2 separate regions of the Mus musculus genome follow, and region 2 is linked to region 1. Evidence: chromatin contacts called from public Hi-C data. All regions are on one chromosome and are shown on one strand. The core of a region is the stretch at or near the end of the contact, and the rest is flanking DNA. Distances in the headings are between cores, read along the strand shown.

Evidence for each region. A called contact is a pair of places that touch in the nucleus more often than the background predicts.
Region 2: a Hi-C map of bone marrow-derived macrophages shows a contact between it and region 1, with 4 times the contacts expected there. The contact joins two enhancer-like sites. A contact is called at or near these places in 1 of 39 promoter capture datasets (embryonic stem cells), 2 of 15 datasets of contacts at CTCF or cohesin (CD8 T cells and the NIH/3T3 cell line), 49 of 484 Hi-C or Micro-C datasets (8-cell embryo, the AML12 cell line, B cells and 29 more), 6 of 115 datasets of contacts at active chromatin or transcription factors (bone marrow-derived dendritic cells, embryonic stem cells, fibro-adipogenic progenitors and 2 more) and 2 of 9 other capture datasets (adipose tissue and liver).

What each region holds. Positions count from the first base shown.
Region 1 is chr13:62,925,188-62,928,971 of GRCm38.p6, forward strand. No RefSeq gene overlaps it. Among named protein-coding and RNA genes, the nearest start is that of Gm40981, 9.2 kb to the left of the region's middle. Within about 2 kb of position 2,379, at least 19 of the 459 cell types and tissues checked have an H3K27ac peak or open chromatin away from gene starts, as enhancers often do. A contact at or near this core is called in bone marrow-derived macrophages, where this site is marked.
Region 2 is chr13:63,023,969-63,027,658 of GRCm38.p6, forward strand. All of the region lies in intron 2 of Aopep (aminopeptidase O), which reads left to right. Among named protein-coding and RNA genes, the nearest start is that of Aopep, 61 kb to the left of the region's middle. Within about 2 kb of position 2,348, at least 1 of the 459 cell types and tissues checked has an H3K27ac peak or open chromatin away from gene starts, as enhancers often do. A contact at or near this core is called in bone marrow-derived macrophages, where this site is marked.

The DNA.
Region 1 (3,784 bases), core at 1,129-3,628:
AGAAGGGTAGTGATAGGCAGTCTTACTTTACCTTTTAAAATACTGTGTATCTTCTGAGGCTCTCTCAAGACTGAAATAGGCCCAAGTGTTTTCTCTCGGTTGAAAACAACCAGTTAACGATGACCATGTGTCTCAGAACTAAGTAAAAAAAAAAAAAAATGTTTTAACTAGGTGCTTGATAGAAGCCAAAAAGCAAAAGACAGTCAGGTAGAAATTGCACACCCCAACATTCTCTTTGACCTATGTCCTCCTTTCTTTAAATTTAAGGATTTTTCTATGAGGCTGAAGGCGAACACACTAGGCACCTAGATCGGACACACTAGGTAACTAGATCGGACACACTATGTGCCTAGATCTGAGCACTCACCTCTCTGACAGGTACACACCAAGAGCTCACACTTATCCTCACCCAAAGCCTATGCAGTTGGTATCTCACTCTTCACTGCAGAAGACAACACACATTCCATCCACAAACAACCAATTACTAGCTCAAGGTTAAAGCATTTAGTAGCTTAAACAGGATTTGAACCGAAAGCATGTGTAGTTTACAGGGGTCCGCCAAAGCCACATCCTACCCAGAGCCTCAGATTGAGATGTCATTTGGAAACAATCTTCATAAATGTGCCACTGCATTCTGCAGTGAGATAGCCCCTAGCTCAAGAGACAGTGTCTTTGGAGGAGCCACTGATACACAGAGACACCACCTGATGGAGGGAAATGCAACAATTACAGCGACTAAGATTGTTGGTCACCCATAGACTAGACAAAAAACAGATTCTCCTTAGTCTTCAGAGAACATGACTTTTTGGACAATTTGATTTCAGACTCCAGAACCATCAGTGAATTTCTGTCACTCTAAGCTACCCACTCCATGATCCCAAGGAATGTGTCCTAAAACCAGGTTATTCTAGGAATTTTGGAAAACAAATGGAACTTACCAAATGCTCACAGCCCTGTGTTCCAGGACCAGTCACTATAAACTATGAATGTTTACGTTTTCTCCCATTATTTTTGACATCCATCCTATTAAATTCTGTTTCAAAAGAGAGGCTGGAAACATGGCTCAGCTGGTAAAAGACTTGCCTAATATACCCAAAGCCCTGGGTTTGATTTCCAAAACCTCACAAACATAGCACGATGGTGCATGCAATGCTAGTATTGGAGAAATGGAGACAGCTGACTAGATGTTCAATGTCATTCTCAGCTACATAGTGAGTTCAAGGTCAGCTTCGCACTTCTTGAGATTCTATCTTAAAACAAGAAAATAGTAATCCCTTATGCGTTTTCTCTCTTGGTTGGTGTGCAGTAAGAATGTTTTTAATTTTCTGCATATGACTCTTTAAATGGTCACCATCATCCTGATTTTAGCTCCTTGAAAACAGAGCAGGTGGAGACCATAACCTATGCTCTTTGGTTTGGAACCCTGAGGCTAATGACACAGCTGGCCATGGAGAAATCCCCAGGAGGTGGCAGTATGGGTCATGAAACCACCAATCCACACAAAACCCCTGAATTACAAGCCAGTGACTCCTCTGGTACAACCAGCAAACCTGGGCCTTTCTACACAGCACTGGAAACAGCAGCCAGATCATGAGAGAGAGAGAGAGAGAGAGAGAGAGAGAGAGAGAGAGAGAGAGAGCGAGCATGTGAGGTGATTGTTTTCCAACCTTGTGTGGTCTTTTATTCTTGTTAAAGAGGAAAGCCTTGAATTAAAATGCTAACCTTCATTTAAAGAAAGCTATGGCTCAGACCTTGGAGATGTTTGTTAGCGATTTCAACATGTCAATATCACCTCGCTATCCTGTCTTCTGTTGGTCTAAGAGTTCCAGGCAGAAACCTCTTAGTGTCAGTATTATTTAGATTTATGAACAATAGTGAGGACCAAAATAGAGAGATCACAGAAGGATGGAAGAAATGGCACATGGGCTCTTTTTAATCCCTTCAAGTTCATGATCCTCTTGGCCTCTGTCTTCAGAATGCTAAGGTCACAGATACACTCACTATGCACCACAATCTATTTCTTCAGTGCTCACTGGCTCCATGAGCCTCAGGTTCCCTTAACTCTCTAACCGCAAGAATCTTCATTTGTTTTAGCTTTGTTGTTTGCTTTGTTTTGTATGTATAGCATGTCACCTTGATTCGCAATGTTGTATGTAGCACAGCTCAGGAGAGAAAGTGACTTAAAAAACTACAAAGTAGAAGTTGTACTTCAGAAATACTGTTTCCATAAGTGTAGTCTAGGTGTGAGTGACTCTTAAGCACCATTGGATTATAGTTACCCACTGTGCCTGTTAAAATGTGGCTTGGTAAGGTCTGCCCTGGGGTTTCTGGTTCAGTAAGTCAAGGGTGGGGCAGAAAATCTGCAGTTGAAACCTACTCCCAGTGCTACTGTCACTGTGATCGATAAGGACCTCAGAGAGTTGCTTAATGGAGCTATGTCAGGACAAGTTGGTACTTGGGACACAAAATTTAGGAGTGTTGTTGTTGGGAAATGCTGTCCTAGTCTTCCTCTCCTGGGTGTTGTCATAGATGATGTCATCATACTAATCATGTCATTTCCAGCAGAGACAGTAGTTTCTTTTTAATTGTGTGTATGAATGTGTCTCTGTGTGGGTATGTGTGTGTGAATGGGAATGCCTGGAAGGCCAGAGATTTGATTCCTTGGACATGGAGTTACTGGCAGTTGTGCACCTCATGTGGGTGTTGGGGACTGAACTTGGGTCCTCTGTGAGAGCAGCAAAGCTATCTCTCCAGCCCCAGCATTTTCTGACTATGATGCCAGTTTCCCCCAATGATCTTCCCTAGTGGAAATGAATAATGATATCAACATAGTCTATAGGATACCTTTAAAGCCTAAAGAAAAGCTCAGTAAAGGCCAGGCCCCTGACTCAGAAAACTACAGGACATGGTTGTGTCTGGGATATCCCTGGGATTTCAACCCCTTGCCAATATTCATTTCTCTGTAGTATTCAGCTATTCCTGATATAATATGTACTTGTAGAGTGGGCTCATTTCTTGCTCGCTGAATGCCTTGGTCAATACTACAAGATACCTAAGATCAGATGACTTATGAAGAATAAGGTTTATTTAGCTCAGAATTCTAGAAGCTGAGAAGTCCAAGGTCACAGCACCAGTATCAGCTCGGCATCATGTGAGGGCCCTCTTGTTCGAGAAAATCTATGCTGAATAATAAGACAGCACAGGATGTGTGCTAAACCAAACATGCTAGCTTGAGTCATGTGTCTCTTCTTTAAAAGGTGCAAACTGAATCCTGGGGGTTCCACACTATGACCTCATCTAATCCCAGATGCCACCCAAATTCCTGAGCATAGGATTTGGAGACACATTCCTATGTAGAGGAAATTTGGGGGACACATTAAAACCTCACCGCCCCTATGTTTCCCCTCACCCCCCCAAATGTGGAGAGCAGAGACTTGACTTAGATGTTCCAGTGGGGGGCCAGTAAGAGGAGTACAAGAATTGGGTTGGGTAAGGGATAAGTCCTGGCAGTGTGTTCTTTTCCTGACCACTTAGGATTTTGTGAGGCACAAAATATAACAGAGACTATTTAATGCCTGCCAGAGTGATTTAAGGAATGTGTCCTCATTCTGTCAAAATAAACACCACCTATTATGAACTCTGAAACCCTGGTTGGTGTTTGAGGAGGGAGGCCCTAGATCCCCGATGCCCTCCTAACCCAATCAAAAGTCATACAATTTAAGCAAGAGTCAACCTATGCCCATGAACATAGAGTTGGAGAATTGACGGAATGTTGCTGGGTGAG
Region 2 (3,690 bases), core at 1,098-3,597, 99 kb after region 1:
CCCTCCCCCTCCCTCTCTCCCTTCCTGAATGTCTGTCTTCCCTTCTCTTTCCCCTGCCTCTCCCTCACTTTCTGACTCTGCTTATTGTGTGTGCACTGGGGCCATCCACTGGAGCATGGACAACCTCTCAGGAGCCCCATTCTTGATAGTTTACTCTCCGTCCTCCAGCAGCCTTCTGCTGCCAATGGCTTCTCAGATAGAGGTGGGACTTCTCCCTCTGCCATTGCTGAACATTGATTTTATACACGATGGCTTGACTTTATACAGTTCTTGTACAATTAAGACTATCCATATACTATATTTGGATTTTTCCCTCTCAGCTCACCCCAGGTCCTCCCTATGCTCTACTCATCTAACGTTATCTTCTTTCTCTCTTTTAAAACAAAACAAAACAAAACCATAAAAATGTAAATCAAGTCAATCAGGCAAAAGACCAATATGACAAAAATGCCAAACAAAGCTAAACGAAGCAAAGCGTTCACAAAAACACCATTGAGTTAATTTTGTGCTGGCCAACTAACTCCTCCTGGGCTTGGGGCTTGTCTTGGAATGTGGCTGATATATACTCAGTGGCCCACCATTGGAAAAGTTGATTTTCCCTTTGCCAGTGGGTATCAGATGGAGATAGCTTCTTGGTTAGGGGTGGGATCCTATGTCCACTTTTCCCTCTCAATGCTGCAAACTGTCTATCTTGAACCTGTGCAGTTCTTGTGCATGCTGCTACAGTCTCTCTGAGTTTATATGCACATGCGTTGTACCTGAAAGACACTAGTTTGATCGAGTCCTCTGTCATGTCATCTCTGGCTCTTACAATCTTTCTGCCTTTTCTTCTGCATGAGATCCCTGAGCCTCAAGGGATCATATACAGATATTACAAATGTAGCCATAGCTGCTGAGAGTGATGTGTGTAGCAGCCCAGTTTCACTGCAGATGTCCACTGTCTCTTGACTTATTCTGATTCCCTCTTTCTATCATGATCCCTGAGCTCAGGGGGTGTGACATAGATGTCTTGTTTAGAGCCAAGCATTCCAAAGTCTCTGATTTTCTGCCCACTGATCAGTTGTAAGTCTCTGTATTAGTTACCACATCCTTTAAAAAGAAGCTTCTCCATTGAGGCTGAGAGGTGCACTATGGGTATAATAAAGATAAGAGTTTGGGAGCAGTTTATTACTATGTCCATTTAGCAGAATTGTAGCACTAGGTTCTCCCCTGGAGCCCGTGACATCCAGAAATGAGTCTTGGGCCCAGTTAACAATATCAGGCATAGATTCCATCTTGTGGAACAAGCTTCAAACAAAACCATAAATTGGTCAGAAATTGGTTGATTGCTCCTACAACATCCATGATGCTATCGTGCCAGTGGGCATATTGTGCGAGGCTAAGCATTGTAGCTCACAGGCTTCATAACTGTATAAGATTGTTGATTCTGTTTCGTTCCCAGTAGTGTACATAAAACCTTAGCACTGAGAAAGCTAGCTATTAGGGATGAAACTTCCAAGTGATTCCACCTTGATTCTTTTGTCCTGTGACTCAAGTATGTGGTATCTTACCATCAAGTTCTGGAGGGTATCCAGGACAATGACAAGAGCCTGTAATGTTTTGGGAGAGGATCATGGGATCCCACTAACCTACAACTTAAAGGGAAGTGACCCATACAAGCAGTGGGATTTTTATGATAATCTATAATGTCTTGAGGAGATATATTGTTTCCCTGTTTTAGAGTAACTCCATTTTAAACTTTCTTATGTAGATATGTACATGTGTATGTATTTGAGTAAGTTTCTGCAGCAACAAACTTCCATATAATCCTTTTCAAGGCCATTAGTATTCATTATCCTGTCCTGCACTCCCTCCTCTTCCCCTTCCCATCCACATACCATTTAACCCTTCCCATTCCATTTTCCTTTCCTCTCCATACTACCTGCATTCTGACTTCTTTCCCTTGAAACAACTCCTCCCCATAGACCCTTCCTAGCTCCCTGATCTCTATGAGTATTCCAGCTTAAACATACCTAAGATTCAAGTCTGGTATCCACATATAAGAGAACCTGTGGATCTTGTCTTTTTGTGTCTGGGTTGCCTCTGAAAGATTATTTCCAGTTCCATCCATTTCCTGCAAATCTCACTATTTTTTTTACAGTTGAATAATATTCTATTTTATATTTGTGAACCACATTTTCATTATCCACTCATCTATGGCTGGACTTAGGTTGTTTCTGTTTCTTGGCTGTTGTGATTAGAGTAGCAAAGAACAGTGATGAGCAGGTATCTCTCTTGTAGGATGTAGAGTCATTTGGAATATTCCCAGGACTGTTATAGCTTGATCATATGGTAGATATATTTCTAGCTCTTTGAGGAACCTCCACGCTGTTTACACTCCTGCCAGCAATGAGGAAGTATTCTCTTTCCCACATTCACACAAACATTTGTTGGCTTACTTTCTCTCTTTCTTTCTTTCTTTCTTTCCTTCTTTCTTTCTATTCTAACTGGGGAAGATGAAACCTCAAAGTAGTTTAAATTTGCATTTCTCTGGTGGCCAAGAATAGTAAATATGTAATATTTATATAATTATACATTTATATTTATATAGTTATATAATTAACTATGCAATATCAGCCATTGTTTTTTATTTGTTTGTTTTTAACTCTGTATGTTATAGACACCCTCTATCATATGGATGGCTGATAAATATTTTTCCCACTCTCTAGACTCCCTCTTCACTGGGCTGATAATGTCCTTTGCACCCACAGAAACTTTATAGTTTGAGGTTTCAGTTCTTAAGAGAACATCCTGTCAGCTATGATGCACACCTATAATCCCAGCACAGGGAAGGCAGAGGAAGACAGGTCTTTGTAAGTTCAAGGTTAACTTGAGTCACAGGGAGATGATTCTATCTCTAAATTTAAAATACAAACCTTTGTTTATCTGTTTTTGAGACAGGGTCTCTCTACATAGCCCTGACTGTCCTGGCAGACCAACCTGGCCTCCCAAGGACTGAAGGTATGCACCACCACACCTAGCTAAAATCATTAAGAAAGAAAGAAAGAAAGAAAGAAAGAAAGAAAGAAAGAAAGAAAGAAAGAAAGAAAGAAAGGAAGGAAGGAAGGAAGGAAGGAAGGAAGGAAGGAAGGAAGAAAGAAAGAAAGAAAGAAAGAAAGAAAGAAAGAAAGAAAGAGAGAAAGAAAGAAAGAGAGGGAAAAGGGGGGAAAAGGGGAAAAAAGGGAAAAAAGAAAAAGGGAAAAAAAGGGAAAGGGAAAGGAAAAGAAAGACGGAGGGGGAGAGAGAGAGAGAGGAAATCTAATATCAACAGAAAACAGTGGCCTATGTAACTGAAGAGTGTAGTCTGTTGTAAAATTGGAGGGAAGAACCCAGATGCTTCTGAGTGCTGGTGCTGCCATGCTGCCAACAACAGGCAACTGTGGTAAAGTTATTTACAACCAGAGCCTAATTTCTTCATGTGTAAGGTGAGACGATTCCATGACAGGATTTCCACCTTCCCGCCTGACATCAGGAGGAGCTCCCAAGTGACAAAGCCTGCCTTTGCCCTTGAATAAGTCCTGTCCACTTCAAAATAATGATGTCTTTAGACTTGCTGTCTAGATGATATTGATGAGTTCTGGATTTGGTAATGATGTAATGAAATGGACTATGAGAGGAAAGGAGGAGCCCATTGTTGGCGGCACTTCCTGT